3 separate regions of the Mus musculus genome follow, and regions 2 and 3 are each linked to region 1. A link is a contact called in public Hi-C and HiChIP or PLAC-seq data. All regions are on one chromosome and are shown on one strand. The core of a region is the stretch at or near the end of the contact, and the rest is flanking DNA. Distances in the headings are between cores, read along the strand shown. Region 1 has its middle 7.4 kb from the start of Gm35895. Region 2 overlaps Egln3 (egl-9 family hypoxia-inducible factor 3). Region 3 overlaps Gm36213 (a long non-coding RNA gene).

What was found. A called contact is a pair of places that touch in the nucleus more often than the background predicts. HiChIP or PLAC-seq counts read pairs in DNA pulled down with a chosen protein or histone mark.
Region 2: an H3K4me3 HiChIP or PLAC-seq map of the SCID.adh cell line shows a contact between it and region 1, with 13 read pairs. The contact joins two enhancer-like sites. A contact is called at or near these places in 1 of 15 datasets of contacts at CTCF or cohesin (CD8 T cells), 10 of 484 Hi-C or Micro-C datasets (Th1 cells, Th2 cells, cerebral cortex and 5 more), 15 of 115 datasets of contacts at active chromatin or transcription factors (CD4 single positive thymocytes, CD8 T cells, the SCID.adh cell line and 9 more) and 1 of 9 other capture datasets (embryonic stem cells).
Region 3: a Hi-C map of group 2 innate lymphoid cells shows a contact between it and region 1, with 2.5 times the contacts expected there. The contact joins two enhancer-like sites. A contact is called at or near these places in 2 of 39 promoter capture datasets (hippocampal neurons and liver), 59 of 484 Hi-C or Micro-C datasets (3T3-L1-derived adipocytes, the AML12 cell line, B cells and 36 more), 10 of 115 datasets of contacts at active chromatin or transcription factors (acute myeloid leukemia, astrocytes, bone marrow-derived dendritic cells and 7 more) and 1 of 9 other capture datasets (embryonic stem cells).

Annotation. Positions count from the first base shown.
Region 1 is chr12:54,341,752-54,345,180 of GRCm38.p6, forward strand. No RefSeq gene overlaps it. Among named protein-coding and RNA genes, the nearest start is that of Gm35895, 7.4 kb to the right of the region's middle. Within about 2 kb of position 1,935, at least 5 of the 459 cell types and tissues checked have an H3K27ac peak or open chromatin away from gene starts, as enhancers often do. A contact at or near this core is called in the SCID.adh cell line, Th2 cells and group 2 innate lymphoid cells, where this site is marked.
Region 2 is chr12:54,186,406-54,189,834 of GRCm38.p6, forward strand. All of the region lies in intron 1 of Egln3 (egl-9 family hypoxia-inducible factor 3), which reads right to left. Among named protein-coding and RNA genes, the nearest start is that of Gm40424, 11 kb to the left of the region's middle. Within about 2 kb of position 1,621, at least 76 of the 459 cell types and tissues checked have an H3K27ac peak or open chromatin away from gene starts, as enhancers often do. A contact at or near this core is called in the SCID.adh cell line and Th2 cells, where this site is marked.
Region 3 is chr12:54,471,722-54,475,150 of GRCm38.p6, forward strand. All of the region lies in intron 1 of Gm36213 (a long non-coding RNA gene), which reads right to left. Among named protein-coding and RNA genes, the nearest start is that of Gm36213, 6.0 kb to the right of the region's middle. Within about 2 kb of position 1,765, at least 22 of the 459 cell types and tissues checked have an H3K27ac peak or open chromatin away from gene starts, as enhancers often do. A contact at or near this core is called in Th2 cells and group 2 innate lymphoid cells, where this site is marked.

The DNA.
Region 1 (3,429 bases), core at 685-3,184:
TGGCTCAGCAGTTAAGAGCACTCACTGCTTTCCCAGAGGGCTGAAACCCTCACGACCACCTGAAACTCTAGCTCCAGGAGACTCAATACCCTCTTCTGGCCCCTAAGGACACCCACATATTCATGGCAGATAAACAGATACACAAGCATGTACATAAAAAATGAAAAATACATTTTAAAAACTAAAATTAAATTAAAAAATAAAAGCATACATAATCTCTTTTCATCTCCTTATGGTTTCACATTTTTATGTGTCTGATCTCCCACCTATCCATCTAGAATGTTTGACAAGGTTCAAAGAGAGCAACTTACTCATAAGTACCAGGCAGGTGAAGGGTATAGCATAATAGCAGACGTGTTTCTAGCTCTGCCCTGTGGCTTTCTATCTTTTCCCTCAGACAGTTCGTAACCAGGCTTTACTTAATCATCTGGAGAAAGAGCCTTACTTTCTGCCATCTGAGGGGTATAGTCAAATAGATGAAGCCAGCTCAAGCTTACGAGTACCAGGCCAGAGGACACCATAGTTCATGCTCCTAGATCCCAGTACAGGACCAGACTTGCAAGAGACACAGCCTTTCAGTTAAGCTAAGAAGTTGCTGAACTCAGGCCCTATGCTGTTGGACTGCCTTCAGTCTTAAGTTCCAGGGCCACGACTGAACAGCCTTCAGCAACAGGAAGATGTGTTGTTTGGTACGATCACAGCCTCTAGTGGGAGAGGAGGGCAGACAGGCTGGGGTCCCACCAAGTCTCCACAGACTCAAGCTCTGACCATCATCCTGAGTCTGACTATGCCAAGATAACATTGATCTTTCCAGGTATCCTCTCCAGACCTGATGAGACTCTAAGGAAGAGGAGAAAGCATCTATTTCTGCTCTCCTCAGGAACAAGGGGATATTTCTCACAAGTTTTCCTTTGTCGTGGACCACAACTGATTGACAAGTCCATTCTTGAGCCAATCACTGGCAAGGAAATGAGATCTCTCTCTTAGATCAACAAGGCCACTCAGCACTGGGAGGTTGAGCTGCTCTAAAGGGACATGATTGAAAGAAAGTCGTTACTTAGAGGAAAGGAAAAAAAATGTATTCTACTAGCAATGTGTGATGTCATAGCTAGGGTTTCTACTGCTGTGAAGAGACACCATCACCGCAGCAACCCTTATAAAGGAAAACATTTAATTGGGGCTGGCTTACAGTTCAGAGGTTTAGTTCATTATCATCATGACAGGAAGCATGGCAGCGTGCAGGCAGGCATGGTGCTAGAGAAGGAGCTGAGAGGTCAACCTCTTGATCTGCAGGTAGCAGGTCTTCATGTGACTGTGAGCCACTAAGCCTGGGCTTGAACTTCTGAGACCTCGAAGCCCACTCCCTAGTGACATACTTTCTCCAGCAAAGCCACACCCACTTCAACAAGACCACACCTCCTAATACTGCCACTCCGTATGGTCTTATGGGGCCATTTTTACCAAACCATCAGGCATGGGTACCCAGTTCCTTCTCTCATTCTCTCTCCTGGATGGTTTTCTTTGCTAGATACCATGGGGAAGCATTCCCACCTACAAAGTATTTGAGTGCATTTATTGCAAGCTAATTATTCAATTGGGGGGTGGGGTTTCTGGGGATTGGACCAAAGGCATCGTGGCCACTGAGCCAAATATTAGTAATCATCTTTAACTATCTTCTGTTATAATTGATACTTTTGTACACACTTGTAGAACACAGTGTGACCTTTTCTGTGCATGGATCCAGAGTTTGGAAATCAGATTGGAGCCATTGCCACCTCCATCCTTTCCTACATTTATTGTTTCTCTGTGTTAGGGATAGTCAAAACCTTTTCTACTAGCTACCGTGAAATAATCAGTTAGTTGTTGTTGACCACAGTGATCTCACTGTGCTGAGAACATTAGATGTTATCTCTTCTATGCAACTGCATTTGGTAACCATCCTCTTAACATCTCGCCCTTCCTCCTCCCCTCCTAGACTCTGGTAACCACCACTCTGCTCTCTATTTCTCTAAGAACAGCCGTTTAGCTTCCACATGTAAGTAAGAGTACGTGGCACTTATTTTTTGTATGCCTGGCTTATTTTATTTAAACGTTTCTAACTTTATTTTATATTGTTGCAAATGTCAGGATTTCAGCCTTTTGTCTGACTAGTGTTATGCATCAATGCTATACTCTCCTTATCTGTCTGTCAACTAATGGATGTGGAAATTCAGTCCACATTTTAGGTATTATTTTGGGGGGTTATTGTTGTTGTTTGTTTGTTTGTTTTTCTATTGGGGGGTTGTTGTTGCTGTTTGTTTGTTTGTTTGTTTGTTTGTTTTCAAGACAGGGTTTCTCTGTATAGCCCTGGCTGTCCTGGAACTCAGTCTGTAGACCAGGCTGGCCTCAAACTCAGAAATCCGCCTGCCTCTGCCTCCTAAGTGCTGGGATTAAAGGCGTGTGCCACCACGCCCAGCTTAGCATTATTAATGTTGCTTCTTTCGATAAAGGAGAAACGGCAGTGATGGATTTCATATTCAGAAGTGGGGTGGCTGGCTCGTATTGTAGTTTTACTTTGTGTGTGCATGAGTATGTAATCCAGAGGCCAATGATGTATGTCTTCCTCTACAGCGCTCCAACATAGTTTTGGGGAGACAGGGTTTCTCACTAAACCTGGAGGTCATTGATTCAACAAGATTATCAAGCCAGTGAGCTACAGTGATCCTCCTGTCTCCACCTCCCCCATGCTAGGATTTCAGGTGTGTGCCACTCACCAGACCAGACATTTTATACAGTGACTGGGGATCTGAGCTGAGGTCTTCACACTTGCACAGTAAGTAGTTTCCAACTGAACCATTTTCCCCATCTGGTATTTGTAGTTATTTCTTCTTCTTTTCTTCTTCTTGTTCTTCTTCTTGTTCTTCTTGTTCTTCTTCTTGTTCTTCTTCTTGTTCTTCTTGTTCTTGTTCTTCTTCTTGTTCTTCTTCTTGTTCTTCTCCTTCTCCTTCTTCTTCTTCTTCTCCTCCTCCTCCTCCTCCCCCTCCTCCTCCTTCTTCTTCTTGTTCTTCTTATTGTTCTTCTTCTTGTTCTTCTTGTTCTTGTTCTTCTTCTTCTTCTTCTTGTTCTTGTTCTTCTTGTTCTTCTTCTTCTTCTTCTTCTTCTTTCTCCTTCTCCTTTTCCTTCTTTTCTCCTCCTCCTCTTCCTCCTCCCCCTCCTTCATCTTCTTTGGAGAAGCCTCCATTTTCTTTTTTATAGTGGTTGTACTATTTACATCCCCATCAATAGTGCATAAAACCAACAACAACGTATAAAAGGTGTTCACAAATTCACATCTTCACTAGCATTTGTTATTGTTTAATTTCTGGTAATGGTCATTCTGAGCCATTCATAGCTCATGGTAGTTTTAATATTTCCATGACAATTGTTGATAAATATTTATTGAACTTGTAA
Region 2 (3,429 bases), core at 371-2,870, 160 kb before region 1:
CAAATTAATAGCTTTCTTCTGCCGTGAAAGCATACTTTCAGACATACTTAGGGGGTCTGAGTTGTAATATTCCTTGATAAATAGCAAGGTTACTTCACGAGTAAAAAGACTAGTCCAGACCAGTCCCAAACTAAGCCACTGACAGATCAGTGATTCCCAACAGAGCCTGAAAACAGAGCTGGGCCTCACACACACTTCGTGCTAGAGGATGAGTAGTGGCCTGGCTTTGCAATGAACCTGAAGTTTAAATCAGAGGATATCTACACCTTTTATTTGTCGCAGCTAGCAATCCCTCAGCCCACCTCAGAAAGAGCCACTATGCTGTCACGTGTAGAGCTGAAGTTGCTCTGTTAGCCTGAACGTCTGTCTCCCCGAAAGTTGGATTTTGAAGTGACTGTAATAAGGATTTGACAAATTATGGCATTATCAAATAGATGGTGTCTTGAAAAAGGGTGATTGCTGGTGTGGCTGGAGAGGAAGAGACAAATGAAGTTGCCTACAACATAGGGAATTACCTATTCCTGGAAGCAGTGGCCAGAAGTGTAAGGGCCAACAATGAAAGTCACTTAGCACCATTACTCCATGATTTCCCCCACCATCCCAGTCTCCCCTGCTGTCAGTCAGTGCTTTAGCTTTATATTCCCAAACAGCTCTGCTCCCAGAAAAGGTCAGTGGTCTGGATGCCTGCCATCTACCTCGTCTGCAACTGTCTGTGGTCCCAGGCTATTTCACATGATGAGGAGGACGGGCTGTGCAGTTTATATCGATTGCCGATTTGACAGGATGTAGGATCACCTTGGAGACAGATCTCTGGGCTTGTCCGAGATAGATTTTGTAGATTGGGTTAATTGAGGTGGAAAGACCTGTCCTAACTAAAAAGGGAGAAAACGAGCTAGCTGGCCACCAGCATCCTTTTCCCTCTGCTTCCTGACTGTGGAATCACCCTGACCAGCTGCTTTGAGCTTGCACCACGACTTCCTGCCACAATGCACTGTGCCTTGGGACTTGAGCCAAAATAAATCCTTCCTTCCTTCAGTTGCTTTTGTCCGGTGTTTCGGGTGTTTTGTTACAGCAACGAGACAAGTAATTGACACAGTCCTCCAACGTCCAAAGAGAGAGAAGACTCGATCGGAGCTCAGTGTACCGTGTGTGGAGAGAGCAGTGTCTTGCAGCACATTAAGAAGCACAAATGGGCTTTAGAACTCAGCTTGAATTAAAATACAGGCAGGAAATACAGACTGTTCCCACAAACACACCCTCCACTAACTGCTGCAGGTATAAAAGAGAGAATGTGCCGGCACAGTTCCTTGTGGACTTACCACTAAGACACCTCTCTAATTGTGAGCATACACGTTGTGAAGGGAAGGGGAAAAAAAATCTTTTTTTCTGGCCAGAGTGCAAGTCACCCTCTCTCTGACTCCAGAAGCCATGTGCACCACGTTTAAACAATGGGAGGAAACCACGGGCCGCTCAAAGGTCCCGCCGCAACCTTACTGACCAATTGTACCACTGAGGTTTCTGGCTGAGTGCCATAGGAGATGGGTTTTGGCTCAGACACATTCCCAACTGCCAGGATCTCAAACTGTGAAGCTAAGGATGCACTGATGGGCAAACCTCAGTGTTGAGTCATCAGACCCATGCCAATTTGTGCACGGGGCAGTAACAGACTCCGGAAACTGATGGGCTTATCAGATCTGTTATCTAAACCTCATCAAGTCTGTAAAAGGAGCCAGAGTGCAGGTCCGAGGGAAATGTTGCAACACTTCATTGTTTTATGGGAACGAGGAAGGTATCTTACTATAGGGGTTTTTTATTGGTAAAAACTTCCTGACTTGACCAATACTTGAAATCTACAGCAGTTTAATAGCACATCAGTGTCCCTGTGGTAGCATGGTCACTGTACCCCTGGTTCTAGGCCTGGGCTTGCAGATGAATCAGCGTGTCTTCTGATTCTGCACATTCTCTGACGTGTCACCGGCCCCGGCACTGGCCCCGGCACTGGCCCCGGCACAAACCCCCCATCCCCAGAGGCCTCTCCACAGCTCTGTAGCAACAGGAAATGAGAGGAATGAACCAGGTGTTCCCGAGCTGGCTCAACACCAGAGATATGTGCTTCAAGACACCTCCATGGTCACGTTCAGGCAAGAAGAAGTGCACACATATAGAAGAACTAAAGCAGAATCCAAGTATAAAATCTACTTTACAAAAGGCCACCAGGAGAAAAGAAAACCATGCATCTGTGAGGGGCTGTGGGAGAATTACTGTGTTCAGAGATCAAGCCCAGGGTGGACACTCCAAGGCCTCAACTGGATGTTCCAAAGCAACCAGCCACAGCTAGAGTAAGGAGACAGTTTTAAAACCAGTATGCACAGCTTCAACTGTTCACTCAGCAACAATGATCATTCACACTTAGTACTTCTCTACAGATCAAACTGCAGATGGGGGTGGAGGAGGGGGTGGAGGCAAGCAGTAGAGTCACACCTAACATGTGCCACAGCATAGGTCTGGCTCCTAGCCGCTCAAAAAGAAAGAAGCCATACCATGCATTTTCATTAAAATGAGTATATATATATCACATTACACATTGCTCAGGACTTTGGAATCATATTTCTTGGTATAACTTGATCTTTACAAATGCAAAGTTGCATGTTATGCAAATTTTTACTGAGCAAAAAACTTTTTAAAACTGATCATTTTATTTATAACAATTAACAATTGATATACAGATATTGTTTAAGCCTGAAACAGTATCTCACAGCTGTTACTCAGTTCCTGAGGTGGCTGAAGCAGGAGCATCACACATTTTAGAGTAGCCTGTCTAACAAAAGGAGATGCAGTCAAAAGGAGATACAACGAAAAGCCAAACCATGAGCAGTAGAACTGTAAAGATATCTGGCTGAACAGCCTTTAAATTTTGGTCTACTGACAAATTGGACCTCTTACTTACTAAACAAATATTAGCAACAGCTTTTCAAGAGTGTTTTTTAATTCTCCTTTTGGGGGGGGGATTTAATATTATTGCTTAATTATGTCTCCATGGGTAGGAAAGGACTGGTGCTGGTGGAGGCCAGGAGGTATCAGATCCCCCTGAAACGGGAGGTACAAGCCACTGTGAGCAGCTTGACCTGGGTGCTAGGAATCAAACGCAGGTCCTCTGCTAGAGCACTACACACTCTGAGCACTACACACTGAGTATCATCTCTATGGCCCTGCCTGAGATGGGGAGGAGGAGGAAGGAGGGGAAAGGAGGAGGGAGAGGAGGAGGAGAGAGGAAGAAACACCTTCTGTGCATAGCATAAATCTAGTGAGTACAGCAGTCTATGTACAGGGTTACCAGGATCTATGTACAGGGTTACCAGGATATCCAAATGCTCTCTGCAACGGTTAGACCACAAAGACCAGAGGGAACTGACAAAGTAGCCGAGTTGC
Region 3 (3,429 bases), core at 515-3,014, 130 kb after region 1:
TTCCATTCATACACATTTCAAGTTTGTCATCTCCACAAAAGAACTCTGACGCACTCAGCTGTCCTCTTAATCATTTCTCTCTGGACTGAAAATGTGCCTCTGCTAAATGTGCATTTTCCGGTCAAAGCCAACTTTAGCTCAGTACCCACTGTGGCTCCTGGGATCCAGTGGAGGTACTTTCAAAGGAATAACTTCTGCGTGGCCTGGGTTCCTCTTTCTTAAGTACTCAGTCCTAGGGAGCTAAGCCCTGGGCACTTTCTATGCTCCTCTCTGGCTATGTTCTACATGGCTTTGTCCTTAATATCATCATAGAGAGGAAAGGTAGGCCTGGCCCCAAAAAGGGCCATATCAGACAGCCCATGCCAGATATCGGTGACTGTGCCAGATGTTGGTGTCACTTATAGCATCTGCTGGGGAAAGGTCAGATATGACAGTAGTTCATCTGAACTAATGGTACAACTACTAGTAGAACATATGAACTACTCATTCATCTGAACTAGCAGAAAGTGTGGGTTGACAACTTCCCTAGACCCGTAGAAGAACTTCAGAAAGAGTCAGCTTGCTATCCATATACCTGGAGAAACAGAAAGACAAAGGAAAAGAGACCTAGCCCACCCTAACAAATTGCAGGCATGCAACTGAGCCCGACATGGCTTTCTGTCTCAGAAGCATTTAGGAGTAGAGAGTTGTGACCCCTCTATAGACAGCTCAAAGTACAGGTGAACAAGGCTCTGGCCCTCACAAGCAACTGAAGAAGACAGATGCACACAAGGCTGTGCAGAGAACAAAACGAAAATGTTCTCAAAACTCAGTAATTTCGAGGCACAGTGACTGGAAGTCATCATTCTAAGGAGACAAGAACTGAACCACTTGAGAGTCCAGACAAGAAAACCACTTCCTCTTCGGGGCCAACTCCCTAGTATGCCCCCCCCCCATTCCCTGTCTCTTTTACATTTTACAAATGTTTGAAATTTCTCTCAGTAGAAGTAAGGGCAGTCTCCAGCAATTTTAGAAAAAACAAGATCAAAATAGAAGTGCTCTAGGATGGTCAGCTTAAGTGGAAATTAGGTCAAACCCATGTATAACCGACGAATATCAGTATCAGAGCATCGCAGTGGGATAGGAGACAAAGCTTGGTGATTTGTAAGCCCCGAGGCCGAGGCCATGGGGATATCACTGAGAGAAAACCCAAATGTTAAACAAAGAGCAGGCATGTGTCACCTGCCATTCTAGGTGTGCACTGCTGATTTCTATTTATGGAAAAACAAACATAGCCAAAAGGGCTGTCACTGTTCACTCTCCTGAAGCCACTCAGAAGGAAGCTGTTTAGAAAGCCTCACCAGTGTCTGTGTCATCGACTGTCACCTGGGACTGTGAGTACCACAAACCCTAAGTTCCTCTTCATATTCTGGTTCCTTCCTGGGCACAGTCACCTGATCGGGTCACCACCTCTTCACAGAATGGCCTTTAAACTCTTCCAAGGTGCCTCCAAGGACAGCGACCGTCTCCCATGTCCCCATGCCTGCAAGGATCTGATGATTCTCCTCCCATTCCTCCGTCCACAGCTGTGCTCTTGATGACCCCTCATTTGTCCCTCTCCCTAAACAATTAGATCTGCACGAGGATAGGTAGGTGTGACAGAGGATTCTTGTGGGGGGGTGGAATATGATTTTTTTTTATGTGGCTTCAGAGCATCAGCCTGGTTTAATAACCCCCAAGCACCACTTTGTGTTGAGGCAAGGTATAAATATATGCTAATAGGAGGTCTAGCTCCTTGTCACAACACATTGCAGGCTGCATTCGTGCAAGATAAAATAAAAAGATTAGATGCAATCTTGAAGTCAATCAGAAAGCAAGAGAGAACTGGGAAAAAAAAGAGCTCAGATTGTCAACAAGGAAAAGCAGAAAAATGACTTGAATCGAATCGCAGTTTATCTCGTTAAGCGTTAAAGGAAACCAATTTCTCTCAGAAATTGGAAGGCAATTTAAACATTTCTACAGTTTTACTAAAGTTTGAAATTTCCAGGGAAAGAATGAGGTGGGTTTTTGCTTTGTTTTGTTTTATTTTATTTCTGCACACCTGACATTTTTGCCTGACTTTCAGGGGCCACCATCAGAGAATCTTTTTAAAAGGAGAGCCAGTTATCAAGACGTGAGAAATGGTTCACTAAAGAAACATTCCATTGACTTCTTGGGGCAAAAGGTTCAAGGAAACTAAAACGTGTAGGAAAAAAAAATCAGACTACAACATCCAGTCTGATGTTGGATTGTCTTAGTTAGGGATTTACTGCTGTGAACAGACACCATGACCAAGGCAACTCTTAAAAGGACAACATTTAATTGGGGCTGGCTTACAGGTTCAGAGGTTCAGTCCATTATCATCAAGGCATGAGCATGGCAGTGCCCAGCCAGGCAGGCATAGAAGGATCTGAGAGTCAACAGGAACAGACTGCCTTCCAGGCAGCTAAGAAGAGGGTCTCAAAGCCCACACCCCCATGACACTTCCTCCAACAGGGCCACACTTACTCCAACAAGGCCACATCTCCTAATAGTGCCAAACATATCCAAACCACCCCAGGAAGACACCTTTTAAAGCTACTCTGGTCAACCCTCTTCTGTTAGAGAACTCTGTGTGTCCTTTTAAGTCCTGGTATTCCTGTCAATATTGAAAACACACTGCTCAATCATGCTTGTTTCCAGCTAGCAAGTTGCTTCTAGATGGAACATCAGCTGGGTCTTAACTTTAAAAAGGAAAAGAGGCTTCATTAGTGATTTCTCTCCACAGTGGGAAGGAATTATCCTTCTCATGATTCTCAGCAAGGGAGGAAGCAGTAACAGTGGCATTGCAAAACAGAGGTCACCACTGGTTTGTAACTTGTAGGAGTCTTCTTAAAGGAGACTTGAGTTTATCATGAACAGCACCTTTGGTTTAGAGCCTGATCACTTTAGGGACTCTAACTTGGCTTTGGACGTTTACCCTTCACTAGCTCAAGGAGACCTCTCTTTGTTGAATAATTCTACCTAGTGATTTATCCATGGGGGTAGTTTGAATATGCTTGGCCCAGGGAATGGCACCATTTGGAGGTATGGCCTTGTTGGAGTAGGTGTGGCCTTGTTGGAAGAAGTATGTCACTGGGGATCTGGACTTTAAGACCTTCCTCCTGGGCTGGAAAGATGGCTCAGTGGTTAAGAGCACTGACTGTTCTTCCAGAGGTCTTGAGTTCAATTCCCAGCAATCACATGATGGCTCACAACCATCTGTAATGGGATCTGATGCCCTCCTCAGGTGTGTTTGAGGAAGAGAGCAATAAAATAGTCAATACATTAAATAAACAAACAAACAAACAAACAAACCTTCCTCTTAGCTGTCTGGAAGGCAGTCTGCTCCTGTTTGCCTTCAGGTGAAGATGTAGAACTCTCAGCTCCTCC